2 separate regions of the Sus scrofa genome follow, and region 1 is linked to region 2. The links are chromatin contacts, called in public promoter capture Hi-C maps. All regions are on one chromosome and are shown on one strand. The core of a region is the stretch at or near the end of the contact, and the rest is flanking DNA. Distances in the headings are between cores, read along the strand shown. Region 1 holds the start of GRIK5 (glutamate receptor ionotropic, kainate 5). Region 2 holds the start of CNFN (cornifelin).

Region 1 (5,398 bases), core at 2,604-5,103, 270 kb before region 2:
CATGCCACCGCCCTGCCCAGGCAGCCCTTGGGCACAGGAAAGGCTGGGAGACCTAAGGAGAAGGCCATGGAGCTGAGGGGAGAGGGCTACAGAGCTGAAGAAAAATGCAGAGAAACAGCAAGACAGCCATCAAGAGCCACAGAGGTGGACCAAGGTCCACAACCCCCACAAGGACAAGGACAAGCCCAGAGGCAAGAAAGGCATCAAGACAAGGGAGCAGACCACAGACATAAGCTAAGGACCTCAGAGACAAGGCCAGCTCGCGGACTCAGAGCCCACAGGAAGATGGAGAGAGGCCCATGGGAACAGAAAGCACGCCTTGGGCACAGGGAGCGGTCCATGGTAACAGAAAACCATGGACAGGAGGAGAGACCCACAGACAGGGGAACAAGGCAGTAGATCACAGAGACAGGGAGGGGGGCCAAGGAAAGTGGGAGAGGGTCCTGGAAATGAGGGGAGGCCCACAGACACCAGGAAACCCACAAGGGTAGAATGTGGACACTAAGGGCCCACTGAGGCAGGAGCAGCCTGCCCATGGAGAGAAAGGAGAAGCCCCCAGAAACAGAAGTAGCCCCCATGGAGGCGAAGGGATGGGAGGTGAGTATGGGAATTCTCCATAATGCAGAGAGAAATCCTTGGGACCCCTGGAGATGAGTGGGTGGGGAGAAGAGCCACCCAAGGAGAAGAGAAGCAGTAGAAAAGGGCAAGGAGCTGAAGGGCAGAGCCAGCAGAAGTGGGAGACACCCTCCCTCTCGCAGAGTGCTGAGCAGGGCAGGGGGATGGAGGAGAGAAGCAGCGACACAGATCTTGGAGTGGGGGTGGGTGGTGCACGGCTGGGTGGGGGATGAAATTTGGGGGGAAGGAACATGACAGTTGGCGCTAAAGGCTGAGTCCGTGACTCACCACCACCCCCAATTCTCGTGATGGGGCGGAGACACGGACACACTCACGTGCAGCCCCCAGCACACGTGACCAAATGCCTTGCGTGCATGCACACACACACTTGGCACATGGCAACTGTCACACCGACCTGACATGGGAGGCCCTCTGCAGGTGGCATGTGGGCATCCCCAATGTATGTCTGACACATACGCCTGACCCTGAAGGACCTCCAACTCTGCATACACCTCATCATACTTGGGCCCCTAACACCCACCCTCAACGGGCCTGAAAGTCCAGACTCACTTGCCCTGGCCTTTAGGCCTTTGCTTATGCAGGGACTCCAGCATAAAATGCCTATTCTCTCTAAATTGAACTTGTCCCAGAAGTCCTATTCCTGTGCCACCACCTCCAGAAAAACTGATGCAGGCCTCATCTTACCCTTATATCATCTGAAGTGAAGGGATCCAGTCAATCCAGATAAACTGGGAAGTCCAAGCAGAAGGGTGGAGCAGAAAGGGGCCTGACAAGCCAAGCCAGAGCCTTCCATTTTCTTTTTCTTTTGTTTTTCTGTGAAGTATGGATTTACATTTAAAATTCTTGTTGTTGACATACAGTTGATTTACAATGCTGTGTTAGTTTCAGGTGTACAGTGAAGTGATTCAATTATACATATACTCTTTTTCAGATTATCTTCCCTTGTAGGTTATCTGTTAATTTAGGTAATTAACCCCAAACTCCTAATTTATCCCTCCCCCTCACCTGTTCATTTTATTTTTATTCGTCTTTTTTTTAGGGCCACATCTGTGGCACATGGAAGTTCCCAGGCTAGGGGTCAAATTGGCGCTGTAAACCACCGGCCTACACCACAGCCACAGCAACACAAAATCTGAGCAGCGAGGAGTTCCCGTCGTGGCGCAGTGGTTAACGAATCCGACTAGGAACCATGAGGTTGCGGGTTTGGTCCCTGCCCCTGCTCAGTGGGTTAACGATCCGGCGTTGCCGTGAGCTGTGGTGTAGGTTGCAGACTCGGCTCGGATCCCGAGTTGCTGTGGCTCTGGCGTAGGCCAGCAGCTACAGCTCTGATTGGACCCCTAGCCTGGGAACCTCCATATGCCGCGGGAGCGGCCCAAGAAATAGCAACAACAACAACAAAAAAAGACAAAAAAAAAAAAAAAAAAAAAAATCTGAGCAGCGAGCAGCATCTGTGGACTAACACCACAGCTCCATGGCAACACCGGATCCTTGATCCTTAACCCACTGATCAGGGCCAGGGACTGAGCCCACCTCCCTGTAGATACCAGTCAGGTTGCCACTGAGCGACCTTTTCATTTTTAGGGACACTAGTCAGGTTGGGTTACCACTGAGCCATGACAGAAACTCCCACCTTTTCATTTTTAAATGGAGAAAGGAGGCCTCAGTGGGAGAGGGAATCTGCCTGAGGGTATGGCGCCTGTCAAAGCCTAAATCTAGCTTCCAGATGCTCACGTTCCTGTCCCAGGTGACTTCACCCTGAGAGCAAATCCAGATTACCAACCTTAGAGTTAACTGATTACCACCAACTTTTCTCTGCTTTTTGAATTCATGTATTTAGAATGCCACTCTGCACGTCCCACCTGCCAAGCAGCAGAGCCTGGGCACCAAGAGTATAGACCCAGGAGTCAATTCCTGGGTTGGAATTCTGTTTCTTCCTAATGATGGACAAGTTATTTAATTTCTGAGCCTCAGTTTCTTTGCAAAGCGAGAGCAATAGTTCCTCCTTCCTAGGGTCATTGAGAGGATTAAAACGAATAATGCATGGAAAGCACTGAGCATACTTTGCAAGTTATAATGCACTCAGGATGGCTTAGTTGTTGCTACCAGGCTCCTTGAGGCCCTAATAAAAATAACTCTTACATAGCTTTGACTCACATGAGTCAGGGGCTGTTATGTCCCAGATGAGGAAACTGAGGCACAGAGAAGTCAGCTTGCCCAAGACAAGAGCAAGGAAGTGGCAGGGCCAGGATTCCAATCCAGGAAGTCGGGTCTAATTACATGAACATGGTGTTGAGTTTAATCTAGGAGCGAGTTAGGACACCCAGTTACAATCTAATTGAAAAACATAATAAATGTGATGGCTGAGGAGTCAGACCTAGGTCTTACTTGGTGTTTGGGGTCTCCTAGTAGCTTTTTGGCCTCAGGAAGGTAAATGACCAATTCCTCTAGACTCAGTTTACTTATAGGAGAAACGGGAGGGGGGAGGGGGGGCAGTTAGAACAAGTTAATTTTTTGCTGCTCTCCTATCCTTAGAAAATAGCTCTGAAAACAAGAGAGCTGAGGCAACTTGTTCCTAAGGCCCTGAGGGCCAGAAAGGGATGGTGAGTTGGAAGGGTCTGAGCCCCTCGACACATGGGGACTCCTCCTTCCCTGTGCCCTGGAGGCCTGGAAGGAGGGCACCAGGGAAGTAAGGAGGATACAGACCAGGCGTTACAGGGTCACTTCCTTCAGGTTTTCACCCTGGTTGTCCTTCAGGTCATCTACCCCCCCCATTTCCCGTTTCTTCAAAACCGCCCATCGCGGCTTTTACTTTTTCTCCTTCTATTTCCCATTTCCTCCCTTATTCTTTAGGTTCTCCTTGTTCTCTCAGATTCCCTCTCTCCTTGCTTTTCTTCCGACATTTCTTCTCCCCTCCGAACCAAGGTCTTTCGGTTTTTCTTTCCTCCCTTCTCGCTGCCTTTATTCTCTAACGAAGTGAGTCTGGACCTTTGACGTCCCCTTTTTCTCCGTCCGTGCAATTGAAGCTAGTTTTCTCTCTCTCCTCGCGGTGACTGGTGGGTACTTCACTCTTTCCCTTCGCTCCTCCGGGGTTCCTGCGCCTCAAGTTACCCTGCCCCCGGCCTCCCGGTGCTGCGTGCCTCAATTTCCCCCACTTCCCCCTCCCCCGCAACGCGCCTTCCGCCTGGAGCCCCCAAGATGGCGCCCAAAGCACCACTCCGCCGTCTGACGTCACCGCGCTGCCCTCCCATCTCGAGCCGTCAAGCAGAGTCGAGGGGGTGGAGGAGGAGCATCCTTCAGGGGGCGTAAGAGGGCGGGCACGGGGGGGAGGGGGCGGCCGGTGAGGGTACATCGCTAGAGGATTGGCTGGGCGCTGCGTGGGGACTACCGATGCCCCATACTATTGGTCCAAGGCTCGAAGACGTGAGCGCCTATTGGCCGAACGGCAAGGGCCAGACGGGCGATGATTGGGCGAATTCGGCCATCCGCGCGGCGGCCGAAGAGGAAGGTGGGAGGGGCGTTGCTGGGGGCGATTGGGAGCGAGAGCGAGGCTGCGGAGCAGACGAGAGGGGACGGCGGGAGCTAGAGAGGGCGCAGCGCTAGGGTGGCCGTGCCAGGGGAGCGGCTGCCCGGGCCCGGGCCCGGGCCGTGCGAGACGGCGGAGGCAGGTAAGTGCGGGCGGGCGCCCGAAGGGCCGGCCGGGTTCCCGAACCTCCCCCCCGCGGCCTACTCTTGCCACCTTGCCTGCTCAGAGGGCCAGAGGGGGGCGCGCGCCTGGAGGTGAGGGCGGAGCGGTACCAACGGCCCGCGGGGCGCGAGGTCGGGCGCGGGCCGGGGCGGCGGGTGCGAAGAGGGCTGGAGTCGTGGGAGGGGCTGAGTGAAGAGGGACGGGACTCGGGCTAGGGGCTGGCAGGGACCTGGGTGGAAACGGAGGTGTTAAAGCTGCCCCCAGGAGGGTCTCCAAGGCTCCAGGGAGTACTCGGCAAAGGGTTTGGGGATGGGACAGTCCAGGACCGAAGGAGGGTGGAGGAGGATGGACGGTTAGAGGGCAGTTGGGTGGCCAGGGAGGGGTTTAGGGGTGGAGCAGGGGTGATTAAGTTAAAGGAAAAAGACAATCTGGCTATGCCTGGAAGGGTTAAACCAATGAGAAGGCTTAGTGTGAAAAGAATTTAGGAAATGGATGTGTCTGGGGGGAGTTTTAGAGAGAGGTCTTAGTGTGAAGAATAGGGTTGTATTAATGCGAAGAGGAGTTAAACTAAAGTGGTGAGGGTGTTGGGTACCCCTGGAATGGGTTGCGAGGAATCTCTTGCAAAGAAGGGTTATGTTATGGGAAACTGGTATCTAGTGTCCATAGAATGAGCTGAGTAGAGGTAGTCTTTCTGAAAAGTACAGGGAATTAGGTCAAGGTGAAGAATGGGAATTGGGGATCCATGGAGAGGGCGAGAGTGGTGAGAGAAGTCTGTGTATTAAGGAGGGGGGGGAGGATCCAGTAGCCCCAGAGTAATAGACTGGTGAGAGGGGTCTGGGTGTGAGGAAGAAGGATCTGGCTATCTATCCAGTTAGGATGGTGGGGGGAGGGGTTCTTCAGAAGAGGCGTTTGGGTATTCTTAATAAGATTTGGACCAGTGGGAGGGGTATGTGTGAAAGGAGTTAAACCATTTTGAAGGGTAGTCTGGACATTCCTGGATTGGATTAGAGTGTGTTGGGGGGGGGGGGAACGACACGTTTTTGCAGAGAAGAGGGTGTTTTTTTTTGGTCTTTTTAG
Region 2 (5,298 bases), core at 1,686-4,185:
GTCTGTACAATTTTGAGATCCTAACATTTCTAATAGGCTAGTTGCATTTGCAATAAAGAGGGTGGATTGAATTAGGTGGGTTTTTTTTTTTTTTTTCTTTTCATTTTTGGCCACCCCACAGCACATCCCCCAGGGATCAGATCCCAGCTGCAGTCTTGACCTAAGCCAGATCTTTAACCCACTGTGCCAGGCCTGGGCTGCTGATCCCATTTTGCCACAGTGGAAACTCCGAATCCAGTGATCCTTGAGTATTCCTTTCAGCTCTGGAGAGTTTTAAACCTGCAGTTTAAACCTGAAGACAAAGAGCTCCCCTAATCTGTTAGAATTGTGTGTCGACCAAGAGTCCACAGGTGTTGAAGGAGCAGGGGGAATCTTCTAACTTTATGTGGGGGTTGTGCATGGACTATCCCCAAGGAGCCTGATTTTGCTTAGTTTCAGGAATTGGGCAGAGCTCCAGGTAGGCAGCTAAGGGGTTAGTGATTTTACTTTATTAGTGAGGACTCCCTGGCTTAAGAGAGGGAACAGACTCCAGTGTGGGAACACAGCAGACCCAGATCAAACATCCAACTGACTCTGGAACTCCTTCCACACCTAGGCATCTTCCCTGGGTCCCCGCCTCCCTCACCAAACCTCCTTCTCTACCCAGATTCCTTCCCTGGGACAAAAGGATGTAGGCGGAGTTGGTTTTACGGTTTTTTTTTTTTTTTTTTTTTAATTGTGGGTGCGTTTCTGGTGGCGGGAGAGGGCGGAGGGGCAGGACCTCCCAAGAGAGGACGGAGAAGGGCGGATGGGGAAGGAGAGGGATCGAGGAGCTTTACTCTCGGATCTTCAGTTCCCGCGCCATCTGACAGAGGGCGCAGGGCAAGCAGAAGGTGAGGGCCGCCCAGTCGTGCCCGACAGAGCCCTGGAGAGTGGGAGAAAGGTTAGCCGCTCCGCCTTGGATCCCGGGGGCCAGTCCCACCCCTCTCCTCCCGCGGGTCCTGGGCTCCGCGCGCACCTGGATGTGATAGCGCTCGCGCATGCCGGTGCGCAGGGAGTGCAGGCCTCCGGGCAGGTAGGGCGCGCAGCAGCACTCGCCGAAGTCGTCGGAGATGCGGCAGGCGAGGCACAGAGGGGCGAAAGTGCCGCACAGACCTGGGGCGGACGCAGCACTGTAAGGGCCCGGCCCGCAGGGTGCCCCCCGCCGGCTCCGCCTCGGGGAGGGGCGAAGCGGGGGTCAGCGGAGCGCGGTCGAATGTCCCAGAGGGAACTGAGTATTGGAGAAAGCGAAGCGAAGGTCCCAGAGGGAGTTAGGGGTCTGAGGATGTTGGGGGCGGGGGGGGGCGAGACTGGGAAATAGGGTATGAAGGGGGAGTTGGGGACGTGGAGAATCTGAGTGGAAATTGGAAGGTGTGAGGCCAAGAGAGTGTCGGGCATCCAAGGATGGCCTGAGGGTTAGAGAGTGCGAATTCAGCGCCCAAAGTTGGAAGCCGGGGATAGAGGGGCGAGGAGAGGGTTGGGAGTGACCTTCCCTCCCTTCCCACCAACACCACCCCGCCCCCGCCCCGGGCTTGGAGAGGGAGCGGCGGGGACTCACAGATGGGCATGTCATTGCAGCAGTCCGTGAGACCGGTGTGCCAGTCACTGAGCTGGGTCTGGTAGCAACCGCTGGCACACTGGGGCTGACTGGTCACTGGGTAGGACATGGCTGCGGAGGTGGAGGACGGGGGTCAGCGGGACAGCCTCGCAGCACTTCCTGGGCCCTCACACCTCAGCCACCCCTCCCTCTGCCGGGCAGTCGGGCGAGGCCACTAGGCCGCCCACTGAGGGGACGCCACTGTGCTTCCCCCTTCCCTCCTGCTACATCTGGGCCTGGTCAGCCCAGCTTGTCCCGGTTGTTGCTGCCTCCTGCACACGTGGTTCAGCGGGGGCTGGGGCGGGGGGCATCCTGCATGTCAGGGAAGGGCCTGCGCCACATGTGGGCGGGGCCGAGACGTGTTTCTGTCTCCTCCACGTCTGGGCCTGGGATGCTGGATTCCTCCATTTCGGAGCTTCTGGGATGCAAACAGGTGCGGTCTGTCTTCGAAGCCAGGGTGCCCAGGGGAGGGAAACGGCCATATTCCAGGGACTTGAAGGTTTGCAGGTCCATCCAGTGATCCCACCTTTGCCTTTCACGTTGTCATGCATCTCAAACTGCATCTTGCTGGCCCTGAGGAGGTGGCTGGCGTTGGGGACCGCAGAGGTGGTGGTGATGACAGCGTCAGAGTCTGTCCAAGGGATGCTGGATACTGGGGGAGGGCAGAGCAAGGGGCAGGGGCACTGGGGGCTGGGTTCTTGGGGGTAAGGATGCTGGGGGAGAAAGAGGCCAAGTCACCTTGCCAGCCACGAGAGACCTGGGACAGGGATGGATGGGGTCGGGGCGAGAAATTCGCCCATCAATGTGCAGCTGCCCGACAGACCCCAGAGGACCCTCCTCATACCAGAGGCAGAGCTGGAGAGAGAGAGAGACCAAGAGACAGAGACAGGCAGAGTCAGAAACAGGAGGAAAAAGACGTCAGAGCCACATACTGCTAGAGATGCCACCAGTAACACTCATACCTGCCCAGTACTTTGACTTTTCTGCAAGCCCATTTCACAGATAGAACACTGAAGCTCAGTGAGGTGAAGAGAAATGTCCCACAGTTGATGGCCCAGCCAAGAGAGTCAGTAGAAGGGAACTAGGCCCCAGGACTTCCAAATTCAACCCAGTGCCATCAGGTTGAGAAGGGGGTCACCAGGGACATTGAGAAAGACAGGGGTGTCCAGAGAGGTAAACAGATTTATAAGGAGACAGATGTGCGTGGAGCTGGGTGGGAAGAAAGCACCAACCTCTGAGCAGAGGGCTGCGGGTGGTTGCTCCTACCTGCGGGACTGCAACGGTGATGATGGAGACAGAGGTGTAGGTGACAGCAGGCACTGAGTTCTCAGTCTTGGGCCAGGAGTTGCTTATATCCAGGCTGGCCATGTGGCCCTGGGCGGGGCTCTGACAAAGGTGTCTAGGGAGCCAAGCCTGTCTGGCTGACTCTTCCCCTCACCGGGACTTTCCCTCCCTCTCTCCCCATCCCCCACCCCCCCACTCCCCCACTCCCCCTACTCCCGGAGGACCTCGGGAGTTGTGGGGCAGGAGGTCCAGGGATGATGAGCTGGGAGTAGAGATAGAAAAGGAAGTGGGCAGAGAGACAGAGAGGTGGAAAGAGAAGGCAGAGGGGAGGCTCAAGGGCACAGCTGTACAGAGACCAAAAGGGGGAGAGAGAGAGATGGGGAAGGAATGGGAGACAGAGGCAGGAGGGGCCAGAGGAGAGAGAGAGACAGAGATTCAGAGAGATGGAGAGAGATGGGAAGATGGAGAGAGAGACGCCAAGACAGAGAGGCACAAAGATCTGGGAGAAATAACAAGAAAGGCGGAGACAGAGATTCGGAGAAAAGACCTGAAGATGGAAAGGTGGAGGGGCTGGTGGGTGGAGGCTCTGGCCACTGGTCAAGCAGTGGCTTAGAGGGAAGGGAAATGGGGGAGACAAGAAAGGGCTCCCTCTCCCTTCACCCTTTGTGAGGCCTTAGTGAGGGGGCCTTGTCCTCCCATTCAGGGCCACCAGGCACATGGGGGGCAGTGTGTTTTGGGGACTCGTGCTGGAACACATGTGCATAAACACATTGCACCCAACTCCAAATTGGGAAGGAGTCTGGGGACTGAGAAACTTGTGCTTCCTGAAGGAGGTGGATGTGGTCTAAGACATCTGAATCCTAGCAGAGGGGAGAACTGGGGGCTGGGATTCCTAGGACGAGGAAGGAGAGGGCTGGTGGTCCAGACTCCTAGGGTTAGGCTAGGCTGCATCCCTGAGTGGCATAGGGGTGTTGGGATACCCAGACTGCTGGGTTCCTGGGAGACGAAAGAGCTGGGGGCCTGGATGCTTGAGTCAACAAAGTCTCCCCCCAACAGGCCTGGCGGGGTTGGAGGTGACTCAGTGAGGGAAGCAGAATTAGAGCCGGGTGGGGTTCCCAGCACGGGTGGCACCCCAAAAAATGTAGGAGGTGCCGTAAAATTGGGGTGTCACCTACAGAGAAGGTAGTGTTGTCACCTCACTAGGGATGGGAATGAGGTGATGAGGTGGATCACCCTGTTGGCCTGGGATCCTAATTCTCCCCCTCCTGTTGGTCCAACACACCAGGTTCTAAGCCTTGGTCTCCTGGCACCACCCAGATAGCTTGCTGTCCTTGTCCCTGGACCTAAGAGCAGCACTCAGCATCTTGCCTGTGTGTGTCCATCACTTGGTCAGGGAGCCTGAATGTCAGGGGAACATCTCCCCACTTCTTTTCTAGTGTCTCTGACCCCCATCTTGCATCTCTGCCTCCAGATCTCTCTTCTCGTCTTTCCTCATTTCTACAAATCTTTCCAAATTTCTCTGGTTCTCTGTCTCCTCATTTCTGAGTCTCTCTTCTCCCAAGCTGTGTTTCAGTTCCCTTATCCTGAAGTCTCTGCCTCCAATCTCAGCATCTCTCCCTATTTTGAGGCCTGCCCCGTGGAGCGGCCACAGGGCCCCATCCCCCAACTCTCCAGATCATGGGCTGCAGGTGACTCAGGGTCAGACCCTAGGGCTCCCAAGGTGACAACCTGAATTGTCCTCAAGTTTCCTCTCCCAACTCTGACACAGCTTAGGAGCCCCAATTAGTTTGATACAGCAACTCATGTAGATGTGGAAATTGGGATTGGGGAAACTGTGAGGTGGCCTGCTTGGGGAGTGAAGAGGAGGGCAGTGGGCAGGAAGAGGGGAAGCCCAGGGGCAGAGGAGTGACTATGGCAGAGTCTCTAGGCATCTGGCCTCCAACCTCCTCAAACAGGGTGGCCAGGTAAAATACAGGATGTCCAGTTAAATTGGAATTTCAGATAAAGAACAAATACTTTTTTTTTTTTTGGTATAAGTAGGTCCCCAGTATTGGATGGGACATATTTAAAAAGTCTCTGCTGTTTATCTGAAATTCTAGGTGAATTTGGTGTCCTATATTTCTATTTGCTAAATCTGGAAACTTACCTTCAAAGACAGAGGAATCCAGATGCCTGGGCCCCTCTGTTTCCAGAACCAGGAATCCTTCCTCCATTCCCCTAGAATCCATGAACTGGGCACCCAGCCCCTATTCCTTCAGAACCCAGGAGTCCAGGCTCCCAGCCCCTCTCTCCCCTGAATTCAGATGTCCAGGCCAGGTCAGGGTCCAGTTGCCCAATGTAGGTTTCACAAGCCGGGTGGTGCCATCCAATGGCTCTGGTGGAACCGGTCTGGCTGAGCT

What was found. Promoter capture Hi-C pulls out the DNA fragments that hold promoters and counts their contacts.
Region 1: a contact with region 2 is called in a promoter capture Hi-C map of fetal liver, with 2.9 times the contacts expected there. The contact joins the promoter of GRIK5 here to the promoter of CNFN in region 2. A contact is called at or near these places in 1 of 5 promoter capture datasets (fetal liver) and 1 of 2 datasets of contacts at active chromatin or transcription factors (alveolar macrophages).

The regions. Positions count from the first base shown.
Region 1 is chr6:49,839,126-49,844,523 of Sscrofa11.1, reverse strand. GRIK5 (glutamate receptor ionotropic, kainate 5) reads right to left here and starts at 3,853. Exons shown (of 21, transcript XM_021094434.1): 1 at 3,340-3,853; 2 at 1,321-1,449. It overlaps ZNF574 (zinc finger protein 574), which reads left to right. Exons shown (of 4, transcript XM_021094440.1): 1 at 1-597. The coding sequence starts at 591.
Region 2 is chr6:49,567,669-49,572,966 of Sscrofa11.1, reverse strand. CNFN (cornifelin) reads right to left here and starts at 2,935. Exons shown (of 4, transcript NM_001244689.1): 1 at 2,848-2,935; 2 at 1,577-1,687; 3 at 998-1,134; 4 at 681-904. The coding sequence starts at 1,685. The coding sequence ends at 815. It also overlaps a transcript of MEGF8 not described here.